Regions from separate parts of the Mus musculus genome. Here region 2 is linked to region 1. Evidence: chromatin contacts called from public promoter capture Hi-C data. All regions are on one chromosome and are shown on one strand. The core of a region is the stretch at or near the end of the contact, and the rest is flanking DNA. Distances in the headings are between cores, read along the strand shown.

Region 1 (7,065 bases), core at 2,535-5,034:
GCCCTCAGGGGAAGCAGACCATGACTTGGGCCTCATAGGACTTGGATCAGTAGAGCTCGAGGGAGAGCCAGTCTAAGGCATCCTTTTACACTGGAGAGCAAGTGGCAACAGCTGGGCGGAGTCCTGGCTGGAGCCCCAAAGCCTGTTGACTGAGGTGGAATGGGGACTAGTGTTTGTCCCCACTCACCCACAGTCCCTTATCCCCAGACTCCTGTGGCTATGTAGACCCATTTTGTTGGTTGGCTTTAATCTGCAACTTACCTGTTTTGAGAGTTCATTTGAAAGCTGCGTTCTACCCAGTGGAGAACAGGTGACAGCCCTGTGAAACTGTGCTGGCAAGACTCTCAGGCTGTATGTAGCTTTTAGTTCTCTGGTGCTCCGTAGTAGTGGGAGAGCCTGATGCTTGGGGCTCACAGCACTGTGAATTCAGACTCTCTTTAAAAAAAAAAAAAAGCTTCCTGTACCTTTGAGGGTGTTCCTCTCTGTGGGGAAAAAAACTGTTCTCTCTCTCTCTCCCCTCTCTTCTCTCTCTCTCTCCTCTCTCTCTCTCCCCTTTCTCTCTCTCCTCTCTCTCTCTCTCCCTCTCTCCAGGAAAACACTGGAGTATCAGTGGGCTTCTTGCCCTTCTCTAGGCACAGCTGAATGTCAGGAGTCAGACCTTGTACTGGCTCCTAAACCCCCTAGATGGTGAGGTTCCTTTGTGTAGCCTTTCCTCTCTCCCACTGGAATCCATAACAACTCACTCTCCCATGTTGGTGTCAGATGTGGTCAGAGAATGGTTGAATCCCCCTAATTGTAAGGCACAAATGATTGCTCAGAAAAATGTGGGTGCAGGTAAGCACTGAGATTATACCTAATGAGATGACCCATTTTCATGCCATAAAGAGACAACAGTTTTTAATCCAGAAGGACCCAGAATTAGAGTTTTGAATCAAGCAGCTGTTTCTGTATAAAGACCATGTCAAAAGGCATCCTTGGACTCCTCCTGAAGTATTTAGTTTCTGATGGAAGAAACGTATAGACATGTTGTGATCTCTTTGCAGGCTTCAGCTCTGGTGGCATGGACTATGGTATGGTTGGTGGCAAGGAGGCTGGGACCGAGTCTCGCTTCAAACAGTGGACCTCAATGATGGAAGGGCTGCCATCTGTGGCCACACAAGAAGCCACCATGCACAAAAACGGTGAGAGAGCAGCCTCATGTTAGTAGCAGAATCTTCTGATCCCTACTCAGGCCTTGACCAAGTATTCTGCATGTTTTGTTGGCTTTTGTATGTGTGTGTGTGTTTCCTTTTTGAGACTGGGTCTTTCTCTGAATTCTAGGCTGGCCTGGAACTCCCAGAAACCTCCTACCTCAGCCTCCACAGTGAAGACATTAAGGCATGTCCTACCACACTTTTAAGGCAATATCTCAGGCAGGCTTAGTATATAATCCCACCACTAAGGAGGCAGAGGCAGGTGGATCTCTCTGAGTTCAAGTCAAGCAAATTCCAGACCAATATAAAGAGACCCTGTCCCCCAAAAAATGTTATTTAGTTAAGTAAAAGAATAACTGCACTGTCTTGTAGCCCATACTGCCTTGAACTCAACAAGTTTTGTTGCCTTCATCTCCTATGTCCTGAGATTAACAGTGTATACTACCATGCCTTCTTTTATGATTTTTTTAACTCTTATGTGTATGCATATTTTGTGTATGTCTGTGCACCACATGCATGCAATACCCTCAGAGACCGAGAGAGGGTGTTGGACTGCTGGGAACTGCAGTTAAGCACCATGTGGGTGCTGGGAAGCAAACCTATGTTCTATAGAAGAGCAGCCAGTGCTCTTAAGTACTGAGCCATCTCTATAGCCCTCCCTTTTGTGAATTTTTATTTATTTATTTTTTAAGCACAAATCTTTAGCTTTTGGTAATGAGTCTCTTGGTTATTTTCCCTAAGTCTTATGATCACCTATCAGAGGAAGGTTTGGCTTAATTCATCTTTCAAGGCATTTAAAGGGTTCTAATTAAGGCTGGCATAACGTCCCACTTCCCATGGGATTGAGAATAGTTATTGTGCACCCATAAGATTAAAGCCCTATTTAAGTGTCTTAAGAGAACATGGGAGGCAGAGGCAGGCTGATTTCTGAGTTCGAGGCCAGCCTGGTCTACAAAGTGAGTTCCAGGACAGCCAGGGCTACACAGAGAAACCCTGTCTCAAAAAAACAAAAAACAAAAAAAAAGAGAGAGAGAGAACAGAATCCTCTTGCTGAGGTGTTGGTTGGTTTGGTTAGCTGAGAATTTGTGGTCCGTGCTAATCTCAAATTCTTGGCTCTGTGCTTTTTGGGAGCTCAGAGATCAGTATCAGATTTTTGAAAACTCCTGCCCTGACCTGGGTATTGTTGTACATGCAAGTTAAAAACCAGCATAAGCTATACTTAGTTCAAGGTTGTATTGGAAGATGTAGTGAAACCCTGTCTCAGAAAAAGAAGAAAGATTCCCTAAGCTTCAAAAGATTGCTAGTAGATGAGAATTCTTTTTTTGTTTGTTTTTTGTTTTTGTTTTTTCGAGACAGGGTTTCTCTGTATAGCCCTGGCTGTCCTGGAACTCACTCTGTAGACCAGGATGGCCTCGAACTCAGAAATCTGCCTGCCTCTGCCTCCCAAGTGCTGGGATTAAAGGCATGTGCCACCATGCCCGGCATAGATGAGAATTCTTAAGGTTTAAACTTTGTTCAGAGCCCCTTGTTCTCTGTGAGTTAGTGTCCCTCCAGACAGCATCTGAGTCATACTGGATTAGCCTTGCCTGTCCATCATTTCCTTTCAGAGCTTCTTCATTTCCCTAGAAAACAGATAAGAAGTCTAGACCTTCTTCCAGCCTTCAATGCAATGCTTGTTTCATTTGTCAATATTTCATTTGGATTCAGAGTTGTCTCCATGAGAATCAATATAGATAAGTGTCTGGTGTTCCTGCTGCAGAGCCTCAGCAGTCTTAACCCAGCCAGCTCATTCAGGTTTCTGTTATAAACCCTCTTTAATAAGCCCATTATAAAACTTCTTTAATAACCCCCATGCAGAGACTGGGAAAGAAGCCACCCAGAGCTCTCTGCCTGTCCCATTAAGCATGATCAAAATCAAGAATAATTTACTGAAATTATAAAGGCTGTTTTATGGACTGAGTAACCCTAGTCTTGGGTCATCCATAGCTCTGGGCACTTTAATAACTTCCTCAGGCTAGTGATTTGCCAGGTCTGGATAATAAATATAAATAAAATGGCATGCTAAAAGATACCTCAGTACAGTATCCTCTTTCCTTATCAGAAAATGTAGATCATGTTTTCCCATTTCCTTGGCAGTCAATCCCCAAGATAATTGAGCATTTCATTCTGCACTACCTCACTGTGCTGTACCTCAGGGTGTGAGCCACACTGTCCACAGAAAAGCAAATGTCCTCTTAGAGGATGGAGACACTAATAATATTCCCTTAGTCTAAACCAAACAGATTGCTTACTCAGTATTTATATAAGCATTTTATTATCCTGAAAATCATTCTATGTGCTCATGATTCACCACTCTAAGACTATGCTCAAATTAAAGTAAAAAAATTATGGCTATTTTTTACTTAATGAACGTTAAGCTTTCAACTTTTCCTCCATGAAAATGCTTCAAGGAGCTACTAACAAAGCCACAGGAATACCCTTGGGAACACAGTGACAGAGGATTTTCTCTTTTCTGTATGTGAGGCCCTGGGCTCAGAAATGCAGTTCATTGCTGGCGTGCTGGCAAAGACCTTGTGCAGGAATTCCACTTCATTGCCTTGGAATTTAAAGCAGTTGTAGATGGCTTTCTCTCCAGTGGACTCTGCACACTGCCAATTCCAGATAACCCAAGCTCAACCAGCCTTTAAGAGCTGGGTTAAGAAGCATCAATAGAAAGATCACTTAAAACTGTCCAAGACTCTAAATTTGTTCAGTTCTTCTCATTTTTTACTTTTGAATAATTAGCTTAGAAATCTCTTAGATACTGTGCTTTGTACTTTTGTATATGTTTCACTGGTTTTATAGGACTATAGAATTTCAGATTGAAAGGGCTTTTCTAGAATGAGAACACTCGTGTGGGCTTAGGTGAGAAATGGAGAAGCTCAGAGAGGTGAGCCGAGTCATCACGGCCGTGCTTTTATTAATGGTTGCCCAAAGTTCTTTATTCCTGTGTGGGTGGGTGGTTTTTAGTTTGCTTGTATGTCTGTGCACATGTGCATGCCTATTCCCAACACAGGTCATAAGAGGGCATCAGACCCCCTGGAACTGGTGTTTCAGACAGCTGGAAGCTGCCATGTAGGTGTTGGAATCAAACCTGGGCCCTCTGAAAAACAGCCAGTGGTCTGAACTTCTGAGCCAACTCTCTACCCCTGGCGCTCTCTCTTAGTCAATTATTTCTTTCTTTTCTCAGGCGCTATAGTGGCCCCTGGTAAGACCCGAGGAGGTTCACCATACAACCAGTTTGATATAATCCCAGGTGACACACTGGGTGGCCATACGGGTCCTGCTGGTGATAGCTGGTTACCTGCCAAATCTCCACCGACTAATAAAATCGGAAGTAAATCCAGCAATGCCAGTTGGCCTCCAGGTATTGTTCATAAACTGCCTTTCCTAGAATAGTTCAATGACATTCAGGCTCTGAACACACCTCTTGTACAGCTCACTGTACTGAGGAAGGCCCATGCTTTCTTTTCTGCATTTAGTAGTTATTGTCTGATAAAGGTAAGGCCTGAACCTTGAAACGTGTGCCACGAGAAAAGTAAAGTTCTTCAAGAAATGGGAGTTAAGGAGAAAGGAGGTGGCCTTGTAGCTAGGCTTTGGCATTTATCCTGTATGTAGAGTTCCTTGGAAGATTAGCTCTTTTAAAGTGGCATTGAATTGATTGACACGCTCATTAGTCAGATCTGTCGTTTATCTATCTCCCCAGGTACAGTGATGAGTTTGGTAAGATTCATCTCTCTCTCGTTCTCCCTTCCTTGCTCTCTCCTTCCTCTGTCCCCTCCCTCTGTCTCTGTATTCTGTTTTCATTATAGAAAATTTAATAAAAGTCAGTAATTATCCTTCTCTTCACATATAATTCTGACATAAATGTATATAACTACATTTTATTAGAGTGAAATGAAATAATGCCTCTTGTTCATATAATACAATTATACATATAATACAATCTTCTCAACACAATTAGAGGTTAATATTACATGTAGCTTTAAATATAGCTTCAACCAATCAGTAAACACAGGATAAGCCTTCATATATAGTCTAGGTTTTCTCACGAGCAGTTAAATTATTCCCAACTATCCCCAGACAGACTGAGAAATAATGGTCACTTATTATATTTCATTTTATTATGGCCTTGCTTCCTTAGGCCATACCTACTTTTCCTTACAACCTGGCTTCCTCTAATATCATGTATGGAGCAATGTATGATCCAGTGCACACATACAAGTAAATGAACAGACAGTATGCTAATAGACAGGCTACTGACAAGAGTGTTTGTTCATGGTAAATTTTATTTCGTGATGAAAATCTGATGCATAGTAGATTTCATTGTTTAAACTTTTCATGGGACCATGGTTTTTTTTTTCCTACTAAACAGTTATTTTAACATAATAATAAAATAGGAAATGTTTAAGTTGTTTTTAACACTCTCCTATCCCTATCATTTCTTCTTATCACAGAATTCCAACCAGGAGTGCCATGGAAAGGTATCCAAAATATTGACCCTGAATCTGACCCCTATGTCACCCCAGGAAGTGTGCTAGGGGGTACAACCACATCTCCCATTGTAGATACTGACCACCAACTGCTGCGGGATAACACCACAGGTAAGTGAGGGCTGCAGGCTGCATGAATACTACCCAGCATTTTCATAGTTATTCGCCTGTGGCCTTGTTTCTATTTGTAGTACCTGATAATTTAAGCAGAAAATAGAAGCATGTTTTTTTTTTATATATGTGTATTGTTTGGTTACATTTTGTTTTTCCTTCCATTTGAGTTTAAATAAAAATACTTGCCGGGCATGGTGACACACACCTTTAATCCTAGCACTTAGGAGGCAGAGGCAGGTGGATTTCTGAGTTCGAGGCCAGCCTAGTCTACAAAGTGATTTCCAGGACAGCCAGGGCTACACAGGGAAACCCTGTCTCGGGAAAAAAAAAAAAAAAAAACTTACAAAGTTTCCCTGGTTATATTGACATTTGTCTCTAATATTTTCTTCCTCTTCCTCTTTTGTTATAAGGGTCTAATTCCTCCCTCAACACCTCGCTGCCTTCACCTGGTGCCTGGCCCTACAGTGCCTCTGACAACTCCTTTACCAACGTTCATAGCACTTCAGGTACTCGGTGGCGTTTCCCCTCTTGCTTAGCAGTTGACTGTGAGGCTCCTCTTTATTACCAGCATTTACTTTCTAAGGGGCACCACTTAAGGATGGGAAACACCTAAGTCAGCACAGATGGACACACAACCTTTCTTTGCATTCAGCATCTACTCAGGGAGTTCCTGGACTCCCAGAGATAGGATAGGTAACACAGGACTATATTGGACCAAGGCCAATGGGAATAGAATCTCTCATAACTGCAGTTCTTCAGAGGGCAGAGCCCATGACCTGATGACCAAATGTTTCTGTTAACTAGCCAGCCAAGAAACCAAGGGTTATACAGAGAGCCAGTTCAACCCATATTAACATTGAGGCAGCCCATGGGAACTTACGGACCTAAATCTGACCTAGAGACATAATGAAAGTAAATGGCAGAGTAAAAAAGAGGACCTTGGTTAATTTGCCAATAGTACTTGTTGAGTTCCTATGGTTGGTTGGCTGGTTGGTTTTTGCATTTATTTGCTTATTGAGGCTTAAGAAGGAATAGAAAAGTTAATAGGAGCTAGAGGGATGGTTCAGTGGGTAAAATGCTATGCAAACATGGAGACTTGAGTTCAGTCCCCATGCCCACATTAAAAAAAAAAAAATCAGGCACAACTGGGCACACCTTTAATCCCAGCACTCAGGAGACAGAGATAGGTGTGTAGCTCCACCCTATCTCAAAAGAGAAAATGATGG
Region 2 (7,369 bases), core at 1,191-3,690, 280 kb after region 1:
ACAGACAACGTGCAGCGGCCATGCTGTGAACGTGATGCGGATGAGAGCTTGAATCTGGTGAGGTCCAGAAAAGCCACTGGCAGGTTTGTTTGATAGACAGCACTGAGGTGGGGCATTTAGCTCCGAGCGCTCTGTAAACACAGGGCAGGTCTGAGGGAGATATCTGCTTTGCTTTGGGAGAGATAAGAGCTCCAATGCTTGTTTGAGGTCCTGATGTCAAAAGTAAAGAGTGCTAAAGTGAAGTGTTGTGTGCTCCTGAGGGTGGGAGCCAAACTAAGATAAGAGTTACCTGGTAAAGCTTTGCTCTCTCTCGCTCTCTCTCTCTCTCTCTCTCTCTCTCTCTCTCTCTGTGTGTGTTTGTGTGTGTGTGTGTGTTTGTGTGTGTGTGTAATGTGTTGTTGTTGACTGTGCTTCTGCTTTTTTAGACAGGGTATCATTCTGCAAGCCCAGGCCAGACTTGAACTCACGGCACTCAGCCTGCATCTGTGTCCTGAGTCCTGGGATCGTGGGTGCTATCACAGCCACCACACCCAGGCAATAGTCTGATGGCTGGATTGGAAAGACTGTGAAATGGATTTGGGGAGCCGAGGCTATAGCTTAATGGCCTTTTTATTGTTTTGGTTTTGTTTTTTTTTTTTCACTTGTAGGGGATCAAATTCAGACATTGCTAAGCAAGTAGGAGTTCTGCCACTGATTTATATTCCAAGACATATTTTCCCCCTATGATCTACAAACCCTTTCTCTTGCTCTGAAATCATCCTTGAGAAGTGGCAATCACTTTTTAGTATTCCCATAATAGCACAGTAGGGAAACTGTAGCTGGCAACAATGAATCGAATGATTCAGAGTAACGGATAGAAAGGGCTTTGAATGTTCTTAACGCAAAGTGATGGATGGACGACGGATGGATGGATGGATAGACAGACAGATGAATACATAACCCAGTTGGCTGGATTTAAGCATTGCACATTGTATATCTGAGATGGCATATCACACTGTAAACCATAAATATATACAATTATAGTGTGTCAATTAAAAAGAGTTTTTGCCTGCTGTGTGGCCTGTGTGAGGTGACACGAGAGGATCAGGAGCTTGAGGCTATCCTCAGCTAATTATTAGATTGGGCTACAGGAGATCATGTTTCAAACAACAAAAACAGCTGGGCGTGGTGGCACAGGCCTTTAATCCCAGCACTCGGGAGGCTGAGGCTGGAGGATTGCTGCAAGTTTGAGAGCAGCCTGGTCTGCATGGTGAATTTTAGGCCAGCCAGGACTATATAATGAGACCCTGTCTCAAAACAAACAACAGGGGCTGGAGAACACACAGCTTTTGCAGAGCTGAGTTAGGGCCTCAGCCACACTGTCAGGCAGCCCACAACCTCCTGACGCCCTCTTCTGGACTCCACAGGCGTTGCACCCAAGTGCACATACACATTTACACATAATTTAAAAAAATCCTTTAACTAAATGAACAATAACAACACAACAAGGCTCTATTTATAATGTTTTTGGAGTCAGGAATGGTGGTGCACACTTTAATCCGAGCACTCAGGAGGCAGATCTCTGAGTTCGAGAACAGCCTGGTCTACAATGTAAGTTCCAGGACAGCCAGGGTTACACAGAAATTTCAAAACAACAATGACAAAACAGCAAACAAACAAAAACACACAACTAGACTCCTGTTGTTATCAAGAAATACCGTAGGTTTCAAACACTTTTTATTATTTTATTTTACTTTCATTTTCAAAACAGAGTTTCTCTGTGTAGCCTTGGCTGTCCTAGAGCTCACTATATAGACCAGGCTGACTTGAACTCATAGAGACCCACCTGCCTCTGCCTCCTGAATGCTAGAGTTAAAGGTATGTGCTACCATGCCTAGCCTGGGATCTATATCTTACTCAGCACCCATGAGTCTCTCTGTGTCCCCAACGCCATTTTTCAGTCTTACCTCCATCTCACAGATAAGAAAACGCAGAGGGTCAAACAAGTAAGGTGACCAAGTGTCCCAGTTTGCAGGGACAAAATAAAGATCCAAGACAGGACAAATTTCAAAGTATCATCTACAAGATACTTTGCACACTTGAATTACATGAGCCAGGCAAACGCACAAATGTTGGAGTCTATTTTATCATCACAAGCAGTATCTCCATCTCCCAAGGGCACACAGTGTTTTTTAACCCTGGTTCTAGGAATCAGAACTCTGCCACCAGTCCCTTGCTTGGCTCTCTTTGGGGACTTCAGGAAAGAACACAGATGTAGGGTGGTTTTGTTTTTGTTTTCTATGCTGATATTTTTGTTTCTGTTTCCGTTTTGCTTGCTCAACCAGGGTAGAGATCATGCAAGCTAGATAAGCCTTCTGTCCTAAAACATATTCTTACATTGATCTGTGTATTTTGAGCCAAGCCTCCAGAGAGTCACAAAATGGATGAGTTTTCGTCTGAAGAGTGAAGGAATCCAAACTGGAAGAGTCTTTGCTGGAGGAACGCTTAACTACAGAGATCTACAGAGATCTACTTTAAAAGATGTTCTTTGGCGCCCCCTGGTGGTTATGATCACAACATCTTTTTAGAATTTTGTGGGTTTGGGTTTTTTTTTTTTTTGCTTGGTTTGTTTTGTTTTTCAAGACAGGGTTTCTCTGTGTAACCTTGGTTGGGTGTCCTGAAACTCACTTTGCAGACCAGGCTGGCCTTGAACTCACAGAGAGAGAGATGCCTAACTCTGCCTCCTAAGTGCCGGGACTAAAGTTGTGTGTCACCACCACCACCACATGGGCCCACATCTTTTTAAAATTATTAACATTTTAGTCCTTTCAAAAGAGGTAGAAACAACAGCCAAGAAAAGCTAAAGTAAAGACAAACATGAAAGTTGCATGTTTCGGCTCAGGCATGAAATCGCAGCACTTGGAGACTTAAGCAGGAGGGTTGCAGTAGTTCAAGGCAAACTGATTTATAGCATGACTTCCAGCCAGTTAAATAAGGGAACACTGTTGAAAAATAAATAAACTAAACTGAACATTAACAGGATTTTGTGTATGAGTGTATGTATGTGTGAGTGTGTGTATGTATGAGAGAAAGTGTGTGTGTGTGTGTGTGTGTGTGTGTGTGTGTGTGTGAGAGAGAGAGAGAGAGAGTATGTGTGTATATGTGTGTGTGAGAGTGTGTGTGGGTGAGTGAATGTCAGTGTGTGTGAGAGTGTGTTTGTGTGAGTGTGTATGAGTGTATTTATGAGTGCATTTCTGTGTGAGTGTGTGTGTATGTCGGTGTGAGTGTGTGTGTGTATGTGTATAAATGTATGAGTGTGTAAATGTATGAGTGTGTGTGAATGTTTATGAGAGTGTATCTGTAAGTATATGTGTGTGAGAGTGTATGTGTGAGTGTGTGTGGGTGTATGTGTGAGAGTGTATGTGTGAGTATTTATGTGTATTTCTGAGTGTGAGAGTGTATTGTGAGTGTGTGACTGTGAGTGTATGAGAGTGTATGTGTGAGTATATGTGTGTGAGGGTATATGTGTGAGAGTGTGTGTGACTGTGTGTCTGTGTGTGTATGTGTGAGTGTGTGTGACTGTGTGAGTGTATGAGAGTGTATGTGTGAGTATATGTGTGTGAGAGTGTATGTGTGAGTGTGTGTGTGTGAGTGTAAGAGTGTGTGTGTGTGAGTGTGCATGTGTAGATCAGAGGAGGACCCCTGTGTCCTGCTCTATCACCCTCCACTTTATCCCATCTCACTGGAGCTAGGCTGATGATGGACTGCAAGTTGCAGCAATCCACCTGTCTCTGCTCCCCTACATAGCATATAGGCGTCACAAGCACAATTGGTCACATCCAGATTTGTTTTAAAACCCAGACGCTGGGGATTCAAACCCTGGTCCACCCTCAGCAAGTCCTCTTACTCCTTGAGCCATCTATACAGCCACAGTTGTGGATGGTTGGTTGGTTTTCTTCTCTTAAATGAAATCTGCCCAAGCTGCAGTAGTGCAAGGCAGGGAGACTCAGGGCCACAGTTAAAGCACACGCTGAAACAGCGCAGTCATCAAAACTCATAAGATTTCACTGCAACACTTCAGCAAGCCAAAATTAATGCAAACATCCACGACACAAAATACTATTTTTGGTTTTTGGTTTTTTTTAAAGATTTATTCATTTATTTATTTTATTTATATGAGAACACTGTAGCTGTCTTCAGACACACCAGAAGAGGGCATCAGATCCCATTACAGATGGTTGTGAGCCACCACGTGGTTGCTAGGAATTGAACTCAGGACCTCTGGAAGAGCAGCCAGTGCTCTTAGCCCCAAGAAATTCTGTCTTAACAAACAAACAACATCAAGGATGGCCACAACTATAAAAAAAAGAAAGTGAAAAGAACAAAAAGGGTGTGTGTGGGAGGGGACAAAACCAAAACCTAAACTACAAAATTTCTAGAAGAGAATATTTGTGACCTTCATTAGGAAAGGATTTCTTAGAGGTGATGTCAAAAGCAGGGCTGGAGGCCATGCTTGGTACCACAACAATTGTCCAGCATGCTTTGACGCCTTGGGATCCATCTCCGCACTGGAAAGAAAAGACAGGCCACAGCCTAGGAAAGGCCATCTGAGAATCAACTGCCCAGTAAAGGACTCACAAAGAGCTTTTGAGAAAATCTTTTATTGTGTTTCAAAGATGATTGTGTTGAGGAGACACTTGGTACATACTGCATGGTGAGAGGCCATAGGTCAACTTGCAAGAATCAGTTCTCCCCATCCACCATGTGGATCCCAGAAATGAAAATGACATCATCAGGCTTGCCTGCAAGCACCTCTACTCAGTGAGCCATCTCGTTGGCCCCAAAAATGTCATTGAGGGTTTGTAGGTTGGTTTAATTAATTAATTAATTAATTAATTAATTAATGTGTGTGTCTGTGTGTGTGTGTGTGTGTGTGTGTGTGTGTGCGCGCGCGCGCGCTCAATGGCACACATATAGAGGTCAAAGACAACTTGCAGGGGTCAGCTCTCTCTCTCTACCATGTGAATCTTAGGGATGGAACTCAGGTCACTAGACTCAAATACAAGCTTTACATGCTGAGCCATCCCCATGGCAGCACCGCCACCTCCATTTGTTTTTGTTGTTTTTGGTTTTGTTTTTTTTCGAGACAGAGTTTCTCTGTATAGCCCTGGCTGTCCTGGAACTCACTCTGTAGACCAGGCTGGCCAGAAATCCGCCTGCCTCTGCCTCCCAAGTGCTGGGATTAAAGGCGTGCGCCACAACTGCCCGGCCAATTTTTTTTTAAAAACTCATTAAACATTCCAACTTTTCTTAAATGGATAGAACATTGGAACACATTACCAAAAAGAGATATCTAGGTCACTATGGTGGTTTGAAAATAAAATGGCCCCCATTGGCTCACAGGGAGTGGCACTATTGGGAGGTGTGGCCTTGCTGGAGTGGGTGTGGCCTTATTGAAGTGGGTGGGCTTTGAGGTCTCAGAAGCTCAAGCCTGCTTAGTGCCTCAGTTTTACCTTTGTTGTCTTTGCATCAAGATGTAGAACTCTCAGCCCCTCCTCCAGCACACGTCTGCCTGCACACTGCCATAATTCCCGCCATGACCATAATGGACTAAGCCTCTGAACCTGTAAGCCAGTCCCAATTAAATGTTTTCCTTTACAGTAGTTGCCATGAAGCCAGGCGTGGTGGCGCATGCCTTTAATCCCCTCTCACTTGGGAGGCAGAGGCAGGCGGATTTCTGAGTTCGAGGCCAGCCTGGTCTACAAAGTGAGTTCCAGGACAGCCAGAGCTATACAGAGAAACCCTGTCTCAAAACAACAACAACAAACAAAAACAAACAAACAACAAAAAAAAGAGTTGCCATGGTCATGGTGTCTCTTCACAATAATAGAAACCCCAACTAAGACAGTCACCAAAAACACGTGAAAATGTACTTCAGCTCCAGGGTCATCAGAAAAATGCAAATTTACAGTCAGACTGAGTATAGCCCCAGTGTTTGAAGGTGGAGGCAGAAGGATCAGGAGGCTAAAGCCGGTGGTCAGCCATGTTGCAAGTTCAAAGCTATAAAGCTTCATGGGAGACTCTGCCTCAAAAATAAATAAATAAATAAATAAATAAATAAATAAATAAATAAATAAATAAGTAAATAAATAAATAAAATAAAATAAACAACTCAAACCTTAGAAAAACTGATAGTGGGATCACAGTAGAGGTGAGTGTGACCTATTTAAAGCTTGCGTTCTCACTGGAGTGGCTGTAACTGTGAGAGACAGGGCCCAGGAGTGTAGTCTCATGGTAAAACATTTACTCAGCATGCACGAGGGCTCTATGTTTAACCCCTAACACCAAACCAAACAACCCAAACCCAAACTCAACACTATTCAAAACCAAACCTATGAAAAGGAAATCCAAATTAAATGGCAACACAACCCCCCTCCAATACTTCTTGACTCGATGAGAGAGAGAGAGAGAGAGAGAGAGAGAGAGAGAGAGAGAGAATGAGAAGGCTAGAGAGATGGTAAAATTTCAACGCTGGAAATCTACCTTCCTTGTGACCCAGCTGGCAGATCCTTGACAGAGATACACATATACCCAAGAATGTCCCCATGGGCTCTGGGTCGGCCGTACATGGAAATCATCATTAGTATGCCTTGGTTGGATGAAGGATTTATCTCCTGTGATGTCGTCATGCAGGCAGTAAAAATGAACAAATTGCAACCACACAAGTGAGACTGGGCAGCTGTGGCAGGACACATCTGTGATCTACTTGATGCCGAGTTACAAGGTCTACAGTCTTAGTTAGGGTCTATTGCTGTGATAAACATCACAACCAGAGGGAAGGATTTGTTTCAGCTTATAGCCTCTGTAGTCCATCATACAGGGAAGTCAGGGCAGGAACCTGGAGGCAGAAACTGAAGCAGAGGCCATGGAGGGATGCTGCTTACTGGCTTGCTCCCCACGGCTTGCTCAGCCTGCTTGCTTATAGAACTAAAGACCACCTGCCAAGGGGTAGTCCCTGAGGTTAGTGAGCTGGGCTCTCCCACATTGATCAGCAAGAAAAACGACCCCACACACTTGCCTACAGGCTAGTTGGATTGAACATTTTCTCAACTGAAGTTCCCTCTTCCCAGATGACCCAGGTTGTTGTATCAAGTGGACAAAACAAGCAAAAGCAAAAACCAACTAACCAAACAAACACACACACACACCCAAACACAATCACTTAAGCCAGGGATTCAAGGCCAGCCTGAGCAACATAACAAGACAGTGTCATTAAGTTGCTATTTGTTTAACGTATGTATATTGTCATGTGTACTACAGAGATCGGAGGACAACTTTGTGGAGTTGATTTTCTCTGTCCACTCTTTCTTGTTTTGTTTTGTTTTCTTTG

What was found. Capture Hi-C pulls out chosen DNA fragments and counts their contacts.
Region 2: a promoter capture Hi-C map of adipose tissue shows a contact between it and region 1. The contact joins two enhancer-like sites. A contact is called at or near these places in 3 of 9 other capture datasets (adipose tissue, liver and pancreatic islet).

The regions. Positions count from the first base shown.
Region 1 is chr15:80,912,262-80,919,326 of GRCm38.p6, forward strand. It overlaps Tnrc6b (trinucleotide repeat containing 6b), which reads left to right. Exons shown (of 25, transcript NM_144812.3): 18 at 1,044-1,181; 19 at 4,423-4,599; 20 at 5,690-5,836; 21 at 6,250-6,345. Among named protein-coding and RNA genes, the nearest start is that of Mir5113, 24 kb to the right of the region's middle. Within about 2 kb of position 3,785, at least 33 of the 459 cell types and tissues checked have an H3K27ac peak or open chromatin away from gene starts, as enhancers often do. A contact at or near this core is called in adipose tissue, where this site is marked.
Region 2 is chr15:81,197,256-81,204,624 of GRCm38.p6, forward strand. No RefSeq gene overlaps it. Among named protein-coding and RNA genes, the nearest start is that of 4930483J18Rik, 10 kb to the left of the region's middle. Within about 2 kb of position 2,441, at least 79 of the 459 cell types and tissues checked have an H3K27ac peak or open chromatin away from gene starts, as enhancers often do. A contact at or near this core is called in adipose tissue, where this site is marked.